Regions from separate parts of the Rattus norvegicus genome. Here region 2 is linked to region 1. A link is a contact called in public Hi-C data. All regions are on one chromosome and are shown on one strand. The core of a region is the stretch at or near the end of the contact, and the rest is flanking DNA. Distances in the headings are between cores, read along the strand shown. Region 1 holds the start of Kcnc3 (potassium voltage-gated channel subfamily C member 3). Region 2 has its middle 9.8 kb from the start of Izumo2.

Evidence for each region. A called contact is a pair of places that touch in the nucleus more often than the background predicts.
Region 2: a contact with region 1 is called in a Hi-C map of liver, with 2.1 times the contacts expected there. The contact joins the enhancer-like site here to the promoter of Kcnc3 in region 1. A contact is called at or near these places in 6 of 12 Hi-C or Micro-C datasets (the A7r5 cell line, Schwann cells, frontal cortex and 3 more).

Annotation. Positions count from the first base shown.
Region 1 is chr1:104,215,771-104,219,196 of GRCr8, reverse strand. Kcnc3 (potassium voltage-gated channel subfamily C member 3) reads right to left here and starts at 1,725. Exons shown (of 4, transcript NM_053997.5): 1 at 630-1,725. The coding sequence starts at 1,502.
Region 2 is chr1:104,321,457-104,324,882 of GRCr8, reverse strand. No RefSeq gene overlaps it. Among named protein-coding and RNA genes, the nearest start is that of Izumo2, 9.8 kb to the left of the region's middle. Within about 2 kb of position 1,537, at least 13 of the 93 cell types and tissues checked have an H3K27ac peak or open chromatin away from gene starts, as enhancers often do. A contact at or near this core is called in the A7r5 cell line, where this site is marked.

The DNA.
Region 1 (3,426 bases), core at 476-2,975:
TTGGAGGTTCAGAAGGCTCTGAGGGTTCTTTGGGGCCGGGGATCTTCTAGAACTTTGAGAGCTAAGAGCAGAAGACCACAAACAGTCAGGAGGCCCAAAGTTAGACAGAAAAACAGATCTAGGAGTTGGGCCCAGGGAGAATGAGAGAGGGCCCCAAGGAGGGAGAGATGGAGAAGGAACTTCAGTGGGTCTGGAGGGGGTGGGGTCTGGGACACTGAGGATCGGGAATAAGTGAATGGCTTTGGAGTGTTCAAGGGACAGTGAGGAGTTTTGGAGAGGCAGAGAACATTCTGGAGGCCTGCCAAAGGTCTCAGAAGGTGTGTGGGAAAGGCGGGGTGGGACTGTCAGAAAATTCCAGATTTTCGGCCAGGAAGCCGTTCTCCAGGATCTATGATGACTTGGAGCAGTAAGTTGGGGTTTAGAAGGTCCCAGAGACGCTGAAGTTTCGGGAGGTGTCCTTGGAAGTGTGGCCTAAAGAGAGGGGTGTGTTTGCAGGGAACTCCAGCTGCAAGGAGGAAGGGCTTCCTGAGAAATGAGGAGCTCGGGAGGTGGAGGAACAGACACTGGGTTGGAGTGCTCCGGAAACAGAGCGGTTGGGATAATTAGGAGTGCTCGGAGAGCGCGCTCACCCTGGCGGCCCGCGACGAGTAGGGGTCCTCAAAAAGCGCCCACACGCGGGGCTGCCAGCGCCTCCACCACGTGCCGCCCGCGCCGCCCGGGCCTCCGGCAGGTCCTCCGGCACCTCCGCCCGCGTCCTGAAAACACAGACGCTTGAGCTCGCCGCCTGCCCCGTCCAGGCCGCCACCTCCTGCGCCCGCCTCGTCGTCCAGGCCCGCATCATGGGCGCCTCCGGCGTTGGCGTTGGCGTTGCCCGAGGAGTCCGGAGCCTCGAAGGAGTCCAGTGCCTCTTCGGCATCACGGTGCTGGCGGTAGGTCATCCAGCAGCAGGCCTCCACGTCCGTCTCGTCTATGCCCCAGAAGCCCAGCTCCTCCTCGAAGAGCGGCCCGCACACGTCGGCCGGGCAGTGCAGCTTGCCGGTGCGGTAGTAGTTGAGCACGTAGGCGAAGACGCCCGGGTGACGGTCAAAGAAGAACTCGTCCGTGCCCGGGTCGTAGTCAAAGCGCGCGGCCGCCTCGGGCTCGGTCAGCCCGGCCAGCCGGGTCCCCGGTAGGGTGCGCAACGTGGAGCGGTACGTCTCATGGCGCACGCCGCCCACGTTGATCACGATCTTACCGCTGTCGCCGCCGCCGCCGCCGTGCCGCCCCATGGCCACCGCCGGCAGCCCGGAGCATGGCTCGGCGCGCCGGCCCCCAGGCCCACAGGAAAGCGGGGCACCCGCCGGGGAGGCGGCGGTGCCGGGCTGAGCGCACTGCTGCTGCGGCGGCGGTAGCAGAGGCGGCGGTGAGGACTCAGGCGGCTGCGGCGTTGGCGCCGGCTGAGAATGCTGCTTGCGGGTCCCCTGGCGCCCGCTGAACGACCAGACGCACACTGAGCTGAGCATTGGACAGGGAGGCGGGGCTGAGGGGGGCAGGGTCTTGGGGGCGGAGCCTTGGTAGAGAAGCAGATGTGATTGGGCAGGAGGAGGCGATGAATGGATGGGGAGGGAGTGATTGGGCAGGTGGAGGGAGAACACGAGCTGATTGGACTGATGGAGTGGGCGGGGCCACGGCTAGGCAGACTCTAACCAAGCCTAGCTAGAGGAGGTGGGATTGCACAAAAAGCTTAGGATTGGATTCTACCTAGGAGAGGGCGGGGCGTCAAGGGGACCCTAAAAATGCCTAACTCAGCAGCACAGCGAAAATGGAGACCTCAGAGCCAGGTATGGGAAAGAACCAGGTGCGGTGGAGGCAGGGGGATCAGGCGTTCAAGGTCATGCTACAACGGGAGATAGAGGCCAGCCTGGGCTGTGTGAGACTCTGCCTCAAAAAAAAAAAAAAAAAAAAAAAGGCCTATCAAGTCTTTTTTTTGGGGGGGGGGGTGAGGGGCGGGGGAGGAATCACAGCAAGAGAAGCTGGCAAAAAGAAAACAAATTGGTGACTCGCCTATAGCTCCAGCAGGCAGGACCTGCACTGAAAAGGCAAATGAATAGGAAAGTAGAAGTGATTGGATGCAGCGAGCCCAAGAAATTATCAACAGTCCTTATTGGGTCGGGACAATGAGGGGGAGGGTCTTACCTGGGGTGGGGGCGGTACTATGGAACTGGAGGTGGAGTTGGAACTTGATTAAATAAAAAAACTGACAGAAGACAGTCGAAGGGGAGATACTGGGACGCTATGGTAAGAGATGGAAGGAGAGGTTTTGGGAATTTCTGGATGAAAGCTAGGGAGGGACCGAGGCTGCAAGTTGTGGAGTTCAGGGAGGCCTTTAGGTTTGCTATCCTCCTGCTTCAGCCTTAGCATCCCAAATAGCTGAAATGACAGATGCTCAACTAACTATTCAAACTTGGACTTCGTTAGATGGGGCTGGACCTGGGCGAAGAGGATGAATAGGAAGAGACACAGACAGATGGGCAGGCAGGGTCTATATCTTATAGGAAAACAATAATGCAGGGAAAGATGTGACTAGTAAGTCGATGGCCAAGTGGGGCGCTAAAAATGAACATTTAGAGCGCCAGAAGCTTCTAGGCTGGTGGGACAGAGTTTGGGAAATGAGACACCTGTTAGGGGAAGAGCACAGGGGTTCGTTGTCAGAGACCCAGCAGGATGGTCCATCAGATCTTAGGGGAGGGGTAAAAGTTTCCAGATGTTAGAAGAAAGGGGATGAGGCCTAGACAACAAAGATTGCAGACGGGGGGGGGGGGGGCGGAGGCAGGAGATGGGTAAAGGAGTGGGTACCAGGCATGCAGAGAAGAACGCCACCGGGAGCATGGGCAACTGCTTCTCACCTACGAGGTCAGATGGGACCATTGGGAAGGGGTGGGGTTATGGAGGGAAAAGTGAAGCCAGAGAAGACACCTCACACCTCGGAGCGGGCAGGCCCCGCCCTCTAGGCGGTCCTAGGCGCAGGGCCGGCAGTGCGCGAGTGCAGTGGCCGCAGCAAGGGCTGCAGCAAGAGGAGGCGCCTGCGGGAACGAAGAGGGCGGGTCACGGGCTGCGGCGGTCGCTGGCTCCTTGCCTTCCTCTGCAGGCTCTACACGGGTTCGTATTCCCATCTCCAGTCCCGTTCCCGCTAATGTGTCTGTCACCTTTCTCCGTTGTCTCTGACTGTCCTCCTACCTGTCCCCACCACCCGAGGTATCGGATTCCTCTTTTCCAGATCTCTGTTCCTCCATCTCTGACTCTATAGATGAATCTCTCCTTTCTCTTTGGGTCTTTGTCCCCCCTCCTCTAGGTCTCAATCTCTAGGCCACTTATCTTCCCCATCTGAGTCTATGCCTCTCCCTCTCTCTGGGTCTCTGTCTCGCACTTTCTGAATCTCTGTCCGCA
Region 2 (3,426 bases), core at 288-2,787, 110 kb before region 1:
GCAGGTAGAGTCAGGTGACGAGTAGTCCGGGGCCGCAGTAAAGTGCATATGACACCTTCCATAAAGATATTCTACAGATTAACGGGGAAAACAAGCTCACGTAAGGGTCTGGGAAGGATCCCGTATGGTCTCAGCCCACACGGATAGTGCGGAGGTCAGCAGGCTGTTAACCGTGTCCATCCCCAGCCTCTGGGTGAAGAAGGGTTAAGTATCCTCCCTTCAAAGGGACGGCCCTGTGCTTCTCATTCCTTGATCTTCTGTGCTTATCTGTGAGCACGAGGACCTCTGCCTCCTGGCTGAGCATGTCAGGCAGTTTCACTCAGGGAACCTGCCAAGGATGGCCATACAGGCTGCTGCCTGCAGGTGAGACAGGAGGCTCCTGTGTGACTGACCGCCCCTGTGCCCCTGAGGGAGAGCCATGACTCCTGGGCACCGTGGCAGGACATGCGCACAGTTGATGCACACAGTTGTTTTGGGGGTTTATTTCTCTATTTTTTTCTTTTGAGACAGGGTTTCTCTGGGTAACTCTGACTGTCCTGGAACTCACTTTGTAGATCAGGGTGGCCTCAAACTCAGAGATCTGCCTGTCTCTGCCTCCTGAGTGCTGGGATTAAAAGCGTGTGCTGGCTTTTGTTTTATTTTTCAGTTACTAGGGGGGAAAATGGGTTGCACTGTGATACTTGCATGCACACTTCACATTAATTTGCCGAGTCCCCCTTCATGATCCTCCCGCACAGTTCCTTCCCTTCTCTTCCTCCCTTTTCTGTTGACACAGGGTCTTCTTCTGTAGCCTGATTGCCCTGAAACTCGTGACCGTCCTCTTACTTCAGCCTTCAAAGTGCTTCCTCCTGTCTCCACCTGTCTTCTTGTTGTTGTTGTTGTTATTGTTGTTGTTAAGACAGAGTCTTGTAGCCTAGGCTAACCTAGAACTGTCTTTGTAGCCAAAGATGACCTCGGATGCCCCAGAAGCACACCCTGTTTATTATAAAGAGTAGAACATGGGGGCGGGGTTATTGCACACAGCTGGGCCAGGGGTCAGGTTTGCCTCATCTGAGTAGGAGCGGTCTCCGTGGGGCACAGTCTGCAGGCTGTAAATACCGAAGGAAATAAAGCTATGGTAGACACGTTCTGCACACACTATCAACACTGGCATCCAATCTCCCTAGGGAAGGATCTGCGGTTTCCCTCTGAGCCTCACCCAGGGTCTGGGGAAGGCTTTGCCATTTGTTCCTGGTGTGAGGCTCTGGGGTCCTTAACATGGCCACGCCCATATTGATAGCACCCATCCACGCAAGGGCTTTCTGTGCTTCCTAAAGACCAGTGTTTGGCACCAACACAAGGTGGACCCGAGCGATGGTGGAATACAGTTGCCTGGCACCAGGCCTTCTGCTGTAACCCTCTCTCCTGGCTGGGCTGCAGGCCAAGTTCCTCTAACCGTCCCACATTCCTTCCTGCCTGCCTCACATCACCAACCAAATGCCTTTAGTGTCATGTTGCCCTGACCCTGCACCTGCCACTGTCTCTAAGCTGGGTCCCAGGGAGACCGACTTCATCCATTCACCTCCAAAGCGATGAACGGGGGAAAAGACCGCTGTGTGGATGGAGTATGGAAAAGCTGGCCTTCATTCCGCCAGCCCACAAGGTATTCTATGACTCAGCATTCAGTGGCCAAGAATCTGCGAGGTTTGTAAAGGCCAGCGCGCACTCTGGGAGCTGAAACATAAGCAGGAGAGCTTCAGGGATGCAAGGAACAGGACTTGTTTGTTTACTTACCGAGGAGCTGAGGAGGGAACCCAGAACGCTCAACCTCTCCCATCAAGCCAATCCCAGCCCCTCGTCTAGGCCTAGTACCATAGCCTGTTAGTGTAGATCAGAGCTGGATCTTGGGTATCGGCCACGGACTTCCTTGTCTCTTGCTTACTTCTGCTTATGCCAGGCTGGCTGGCTTGTAAGCTACAGGGAGTTGCTTGTCTCCACCCCGCTACTCCCAGGAGAGCCACCCTGAGATTACAGATGTGAGCACCCCCACTGCATCCAATTTATATGAGGGTTGCAGGGCCCTGAATTGATTTTTACATTTGTGCTACAACCTACACACCCCAACCTCCCTCCGTCCCTCCCTCTTTCTTTTATATGCATGCCAAATTATGTCTGTGAAGGTCAGAGGACAACTTGTAGGAGTTGGTCTCTCCCTCCATCATGGGGTTCCCAAGGACAGACCCACTCTGTTGGGTTTGGGGTCGGGCATCTTTTCACGGCTGTCATTTTGTTTCTCTTTTCTTTCTTTCTTTCTTTCTTTCTTTCTTTCTTTCTTCCTCTTTCTCTCTCTTTCTCCCTCTCTTCCTCTTTCTCTCTCTCTTTCTCCCTCTTCCTTCCTTTCTTCCTCTCTCTCTCTCTCTCTCTCTCTCTCTCTCTCTCTCTCTCTCTCTTTCTTTTTGAATCAGCATTTCACTATGAATCCCTGTCTGGCCTGGATGGAGCTCATTCTGTAGACCAGGCTGGCCTTATGGTTGTGAGCCATCGTGTGGTTGCTGGGATTTGGACTCAGGACCTCTGGAAGAGCAGTCAGTGCTCTTAACCACTGAGCCATCTCTCCGGCCCCAATTGACAAGACTTTTTATTAGCACACATCATTCATACGTAACCCTGGGTTTCATGATGACATCTCCTCTCATGTATGCTGTGTACTGTGACCGTGCTCCCCCTCATTTCCCTCTCTTGTCCTCCTCGAGCTCCTCTGACCCTCTTCCTCTCCCAGAGAGGCCGCCATTACTTTCATGTCCTTGTTATTTCCTGGAGACCTAAAGAGTCTAAGTCTTCTAGGAGCGTGGGTGAGGGGTTAATTAAAGGCCCATGGGCACCCTGTGGTGGCTGCACCACTGAGGAAAAAGTCTCTCCCCTCCCAGCAACCATTGCCTGTGCGCAGACAGAGTGAACAAGACCCTGAGCTTGGTCATGTGGGGAGAGGGGAGAGTGCTGCCCAGCTAGAGGCGGGTCTTGTGAGTGCCTCTGTTTTGTTGGTGGTCTGAGAGAGTTTCAGACTGTAGCTCAAGCCGACTTAGGAACTAGGGCTGGCATCAGACATGTAGCCATCTTCCTGCCTCAGCCTCCCACATACTGAGATGACAGGTGTGGGGCCCCATGCCTGGCCACCCTTCTGAAGGCTGAAGACTTCCCTTCTGTGTGTCTGCAGCCGTGTATTCCATCTAGGCCAGCTCTGCAGCTGTGGGTGTGGCTCTCGTCTCAGGGTGTGTGTGTGTGTGTGTGTGTGTGTGTGTGTGTGTGTGTGTGTGTGTGTGCTACTTCACAGTACAGAGGCCTTGAAACCAAAATAGTTTACTGGCTGGAGCGCATGGGCCTGGGAGTGAGCCAAGGTGGAGGTGAGGCCTTGACCTGCCCTTAGACACTTCACCCCTACTTCAGATA